Linked DNA regions of Rattus norvegicus: region 2 is linked to region 1. A link is a contact called in public Hi-C data. All regions are on one chromosome and are shown on one strand. The core of a region is the stretch at or near the end of the contact, and the rest is flanking DNA. Distances in the headings are between cores, read along the strand shown.

Region 1 (3,422 bases), core at 493-2,992:
GACAGAGTTTGGTCCCTAGAAGCTACCTGGTGCATGTGGACTCCTAAGAGTTGTTCTCTGACCTCACAATGTGTGCCATGGCACACACACGCACACAGACACAATTGATTGATCAATCAACCAATCAAGCAATATTCCCCACTTGGTGGTTATAACTCTGAGCAAAGACAAGCTCTTCCGTGGGGATGTGCTGGAAAGGTGCCAGCTCAGGAAGGAAACGGCAGCACCAGATGTGCTCTGCTCTGCGGAGCAGTCAGCTAGGAAGCTCTCAGGGCCTGGATTAGCTGTGAAATAGCTAAGAGCTTTCTAGATCACTTCTGGGTCTCCTCTAGAACAGAGGCTAGGAAGAGCACTCGTGACTACTCCACTGCCCAGCTTTATCCCAAAGACCCTGCTTAGTGTTAAGCATTTGTGACTAGGCAGTTTGTTACCTTTTTTTTTTTTTTTAAAAACAAATGATTTGTTAAAGGGTGCATGGAAGCCTCCCAGGAAAGGATCTTGGGGAAAAGAGAATTTCCAGGTACTTACAGGTTTCAGTTAAATATGATAAAGCCCCACACTTATTAGAAGCACAGAGTCCAACATTTCACACAATATGCACTATGACACCCACAAAAAAAAAAAAAAACACCTTCCTCACATATGCAAAATTCTAAATAAAAAGGTTTACAAAGTTCATACAAATGAATACAAACACTGAGAGTTAACATTTAGACAGACAGACAGACAGATGGCCTGACACAATGTGCAACTAGACCCACACTTCCCAAACCCAAGCTCTCCTGATCTTCTCACATTTTCATGTTAGGACTTTCTAGGGTGACTGTGACAGTCCTGGAGCTAGGGCCCTAGGTGTTGCAAACCAGTCTCCTCATGCATCTCTTTCTCAAGTCAGCCCGGGAAAGCCTAATGGCCAGCTGGAGAACAGACATGGTAGACCCCGAGGAGGGGTGCAGATGACCTCAAAAGTCCACACAGCTCCTGAGAAGGAACTATGGCTGACTTGTTTTTAATTTTGTGTGTGGTCTGCAGGTAACATATGTACTCATTCACCTGTAAAATGTGTGTGTGTGTGTACGCGTGTGTGTGCATGTGTGTGCGTGTATATGTGTGTATATGTGCGTGTATGTGTGTATATGTGTGCATGGGTAGCCAGGTCAATGCCATATGTCCTTCTACTCTGCTCTCTGCCTGACTTTTTTGAGGCTAAGTCTCTCACTAAATCTGGAGTGCACTCAGAGATTTACTACCTCCCCAGCTGTGACTATAGGCTGACACTATCTGTGTCTTTTTAGGTGGGTGTCAAGTATTCAAACTCAGGTCCTCACACTTGCCCTGCCCAACAAGCATGTCATCATCAGAGCCATCTCCCTAAGTGCTGGCTAACTGTTTAATGGAAGCCATGCCTCCTCACACATTATCTTTACGTTAGTGACCAAAAGAGGATCTTGGGTCAGTTAATTAAAGTGCGACAACATTTTCACTTTGAACTCTGAAAGGCAAGTTTGGAGGGTGCCAAAACCCAAGTGAAGTTTGAAAGACATTCTTGTCTGGGGAGTGGGAGGGGAACAAGTCAGGGCGCTTCTCTGTTCTGGGACAAGCTGTTGCTGTGGCTTTTAAAGGCTAAAGCTGTTTTTAAAGCACGCTGGCCTTTGACAACAGCAAGAGCTTTGGCTTCCCTTTCCCCAAAGCCTAGTCTTCCTTATCCAGAGATAAGGTAACTGACCTACAAACCCAGGCCACAGGCTTCAAAGCTGTTTACTCACTGGCGCTGGTGGGCTTTCCCTGGCCAGAACCAGTGTCTCACAGGGTCCCCTGTTGTGACCAAGGACATATCTTAAAATGTGGCTGGCTTCCCAGGCTATGGTCATGGAAGAATGGAGAAATGACCCCAATGGCTCTAATCCCCTGACCTTTCTCTTGGCTTTAACCAACTGCCCAAATAAATAAAACCAGCAGGGGCAACTCCATTTCCCAAAAGAAATCCAGTTTATCCCCTAAACATGCAAGCCTGTTTCAATGTTTAAAGCCCTTGGACCATTTAAAATCTTCTCGCTCACTCTCCACAAGGGCAATTTTATCCTCTAGGAGATGCTTGGCTATGTCTGACTTTGAAGTTGTGTTGCAACAGTGGAGGGGCACCATAAGCATGGATCCATGCATGGATGCAGGTCGGGGTGCGGCTGAACACCGCACTAGGGAGACCCCCTCCCAACAGCATTATCCAGGCCAGTGTTCAATGTGTTGAGAAACAAGGGACCAGAGAAGAAGAAAGGACTGTTTGCCAGAGGACTACTGGTTCATAAACCTTTGACGAACCTCATCTGAGTGTCATTTGGTTTCAATTAAGAATTATATCCCTGAGGCAGTGAGACAGCTCAGCAGGTAAGACTGATGACCTGAATTCAGTCACAGCACTCACAGGGTGGAAGAGGACTGACTCTCTGAGGTGTCCTCTGACCTCCGCAGGTACTCACGGACATCATGGAATTTGCATTTGCAGTCAAATCCATCCTTTCCCTCTCTCGGGCTAGCATCAGCTGTTGACACAGCCCAGAGTTATAGAGGGAGTCTCCTCAGTCACCCTGCCCTGTGAGCATGTCTGTGGGGGCATTTTCTTGATTGATAATTGATGTAGGAAGACCAGTCAGGTAGCTCTAGGCTAGATAACAAAGCTGGCTGAGCTACAAAGAAAGAGCAAACCAGTGAGCAGCAGTCCTCCATGGTTTCCACTCCAGTTTCTGCCTTTCTTCTCTCCAAGACAGACGATGGCATGGTCTCTTTATTATGAGATGGAACAGACCCTCTTTTCCCAAGTCGCTTGGTCGTGGTGTTTAACATAGCTACAGACAGCAAACGTGCACACGCATGCGTGCACACGCACATGCGATCCATAATGTAAAAATATTTTTATAGAATTACACATTTAATGTTATCAGGGGCAAGGAAGTAAAGAGAGAATGCTGTGAAGTAAATGGCCGTGCACGTGGCACAAGGGCAGGGTGAGACCTGTGGTACTTGAAGAATAAGCGCTCATGCACGCATGCCATTCAATGTTTACAAGCACTGCTGAGCCAGAGGTGTAACCTGAAGTGCTTGCCCAGGATGCTCAAAGCCTTGGGTTTGAACCCAGCACTGTGCAAAACAGGTGTGGTAGTGATTCAGCACTTCTGGGGGTGAGGAAGGATGACTAGAAGTTCAAGAGCATACTTGTCTATATAGGCATTTTTAGACCTGCTTAGGACATAGGCAACAGTGGCCTGTGAGGCATTGTTGGGGTTATTCTAGCTTAAAGAGATTACCAGTTTAAATAGAATGGAATAACACCAAAAAACACTGCCTAGCTTCATCTCTTATATCCTCGGAAGTTGCTTCGTATGGTCAGGTATTTGGCTTTAGACCCAGAGGAGAGGGTCTGCCCA
Region 2 (3,422 bases), core at 302-2,801, 150 kb before region 1:
GCTTTGAAGAAAACTCCTGGTAAGACAGTGTGATGCAGTGAGGCCGTCTCAGAAAAGGTTAAAAAAAAAAAAAAAAAAAAAAGAAAAGCAACCTTTGATTGTACTCATATTGTTTGTTTGATACCATGGAAACACAGGTGATTAAAAAAAAAAAAACGATAAAAAAGTGCCAGGGACGAGATCAAAGGGCAGCTAGGGCATTTTCTTCACTGTCTGGATAATGTCAAAACATTTCTTTTATGTGCATGAATATTTTCCTTGCAGGTTCCTGTCTGTGTATCACGTGTGCACGGTGCCTGAAGAGGCCAGGAAGAGGTGTCATACCCCCTGGAACTGGAGTTACAGAGGGTTGTGAGCCACCACGTGGGTGCTGGGAATGGAGCCCGGGCCCTCTGTGGGAGCAGCCAGTGCTCTCAACCACTGAGCCCCCTCTCAAGCCCCATTCTGCATATCAGTACTGTTTCTTCTCTGTGCATGTATGTTTCCTTTTTCTAATAGACACCCAGAGGTAGAATTATTGGTTTCCCTGCAGTAAGTGCTCTTAATCGCTAAGCTATTTATCCAGTCCCCTCAAAAAATGTTTAAACTTAAGCAAAGTTCATATCATTGGGAGGGGGCATACAGATATGGAGATGCAACACAATATAAATACAATGTAATAAGCAGAACTCAGTAATTAGAGCCCACACATGAACCAGAGGCAGGAAGTCCCAGTCTGTTACCTCGAATACCGTGAGGAAGCTGGCATCTACCCAACTACCCAGCAGGGAGCTGCCCAGCCTTCAGCCTTTCCTGTGGTCTCCACCTGATGGAAACACCTGAAAGTTTTCCCTTCCAGAATCTGGCCTTTGAAATGATTATGACCATACAAATGTGCCCAAACTGGCTTGGAGAGATGGATCCTCCTTTATGGTCCAGAGACTGGAGTGAAGATCCCAAGATTCCACGGAAAAACAGGGCAGGTATTGTGATGGCCTACAATTCCAGCACTCAGGAGGTAGAAATAAGAGATTCCCCTAATAAGTTAGGCTAGCCAGAATCAGCAAGGTAAAACTGGTGAAACTCTGGGTTTGGTGACAGCCTCAATATGGTGGAAATTGATTACTATATCAGGACTTCATATGCATGCCCATATAAGTGTAAACAAACTTGTACACACACACACACACACACACACACACACACACACAGCCTCACATATCTAATTTACAGCATATAAATCCACATCAGACTGCAGAAAATGGGCAAAGTTCTAGATGGGTCACATGATGGACTCTGCTAGAAGTGATCATCCCCCCAGCTACCGCCACGGCTGGGTGAGTGAAGACTAAACTGACCATAATGATCTGGAGCCTTCACGTCTTATCATGTCTTTACCCACATATGGAGGGCTAGCAAGGCATGTAGCCCCACACTCACGGACAGACAGGAGGCAATGGTGTGCTTGCTTTGCAGGAGGGTGGTCTGACCTGCAGATGTCTCTCCTGCCTCAACTCCAGCAGCAGAGAGCAGCTTTAGTACTGTGCAGTTACCCTGTAACTTAATGGCAAACAAAGCTGGCGGCAGGAATCAGAACACCGAGTCCGAAGATCAGGAAGGTCAGAGGGTGGCGGGCTCGATGGTTGTTTTCAGCTTGACTTCAGAATGGAGTGAGGTGAAAGGAGGCGACGTCTTCCTCCACGCAGTAGTGTTTCTCATACTGATGCACATCACGGTGTCTCACGACACACAGGTGCTGATGTTGGAGACGGAAGCTGCACCTAACTCAGACGCATGGACGTGCCCCATAAACAGTACAGAGAGAGACAGCAGTGCAGCCTGGATAGAGAAACACCGCTGCACTGGGACCTGTGCTCCTTTAGCTCCAGAGTAAGCACACTTAGAAATACATACACAGATCTGCTTCGCTGACACGCTACATTTAAACTCCATGATAGATTGCACTAAGATGTCTAACCTTGCTATTTTAATAATACATAGAAAACACATCCGTAAACCCAGTGAAGTCATCTTTATTGCATATTGCTATTTAAAAAAATGTACAGTCTCATAGCACACACGACACCTTTTTTTCCCTTGGTTCTGTAACAACAGTCTTGCATCTAAAGACTAAATGGGTCCAACTACTAAGCTAGTAAGATACGAGACATTGATTAAGTTTAGAAATTATAATGCTTTTCTTTTTTTGGCATTATTTAAAAAAATCTTTAAAATACATACTCAAGAGAGAAAAGTGACTACTTACACCAGCACCAGTCTAAAAAGTCCATTTTTTTTTTTTTGTAACAATGGCACATGAAGTTACCTGCACAGTCTTTAGGAAAATAAACCGGAAGCTGGGAAGGGCAAAGGTGGCCTACCAGGAGGGCTACATGGAAGTGAGGAGGATTCTAAGAAAGGCAAGGGGACATGCGACACAGACTTGCTCTCTGGTGTGAGTCTCTTTCCACAGTTCCAAAACTGAGCTGGACCAAACTTTTCCTGCTATCAATAGAAAAGAATATACAAAGAGGCACTTTAGATCAGGAACAGTGAAATCCATCACTCCACCCCGCTCCTCCTCCCCAGGCTGGCCCGAGCCAGGTCTGCATCGGCACCACTGCCAGGATGCTTGCAGACTGGGGTTAGCTCGGGGCTGGGAGAGTCAGCTCTGCTTTGCACCTGTGACTGCCTTAGTGAAGAGCTATTTGCTTCTACATAATGGGTAGAAAAGTTGCTAAGTATGTGATGAAGAAAAACAAAAAATGTAAAAACCACAGCTCTTGACAATTCTTAGAGCACTGTTTCACAGCTTTCACACAGCACAGATCCCTTGCCATCTGCACTAAACAATATAGTCCATAGAGATTATTTTTTAAATAGTATGGTTCCTGTGTACTATGCACACTGGTATTCTACCGTCCCTGAAAACCCCATTTAGAGTGAGAATTCATTGGTGGGCAGGGACTCTGTCTTGCTTACTACCACTATAGCTCTACTATGCCCGGTACATAGTAAGTGCTTAATAAACAGTTGATACTTTACTGAAAACCTCAGTTTAGTGAGTAAATAATATTGTAGTGCAATAGGGAAAACTACTCTCTCCACAGGAAACCCAGCCACAGAAGGACAGAAGGAGAACAAAGAGAAAACGCTAGTCCCTCCCCACACCCTGGTACAAATAAATAAAGCAAAAGAAAAGTAGTAACAGTCCTCTTTACATACCACATAAGTTAAGGATACTAGGAGTTGGCAGGCCAGTGGTAAGCGTCCATATTTTATTTTCTACTGCTCATTGTTTTTTTTTTTTTGTTTTTTTTTTTTTTTATCATTTCTCCCTGAGAGCTTTATTTTTTGGACTGAAATTGTACAGGTAGCGTCACTGACACACAATTTAAAATGACAACACGTAACAGCGATCACTTCAAATATTTTTGAGATAA

Evidence for each region. A called contact is a pair of places that touch in the nucleus more often than the background predicts.
Region 2: a contact with region 1 is called in a Hi-C map of liver, with 2.1 times the contacts expected there. The contact joins two enhancer-like sites. A contact is called at or near these places in 3 of 12 Hi-C or Micro-C datasets (the A7r5 cell line and liver) and 1 of 1 datasets of contacts at active chromatin or transcription factors (oligodendrocytes).

What each region holds. Positions count from the first base shown.
Region 1 is chr6:96,133,686-96,137,107 of GRCr8, reverse strand. It overlaps a transcript of Daam1 not described here. Among named protein-coding and RNA genes, the nearest start is that of Daam1, 48 kb to the left of the region's middle. Within about 2 kb of position 1,742, at least 18 of the 93 cell types and tissues checked have an H3K27ac peak or open chromatin away from gene starts, as enhancers often do. A contact at or near this core is called in liver, where this site is marked.
Region 2 is chr6:96,284,575-96,287,996 of GRCr8, reverse strand. Daam1 (dishevelled associated activator of morphogenesis 1) reads right to left here. Exons shown (of 24, transcript NM_001108030.1): 24 at 1,948-3,422. Among named protein-coding and RNA genes, the nearest start is that of Gpr135, 80 kb to the left of the region's middle. Within about 2 kb of position 1,551, at least 3 of the 93 cell types and tissues checked have an H3K27ac peak or open chromatin away from gene starts, as enhancers often do. A contact at or near this core is called in liver, where this site is marked.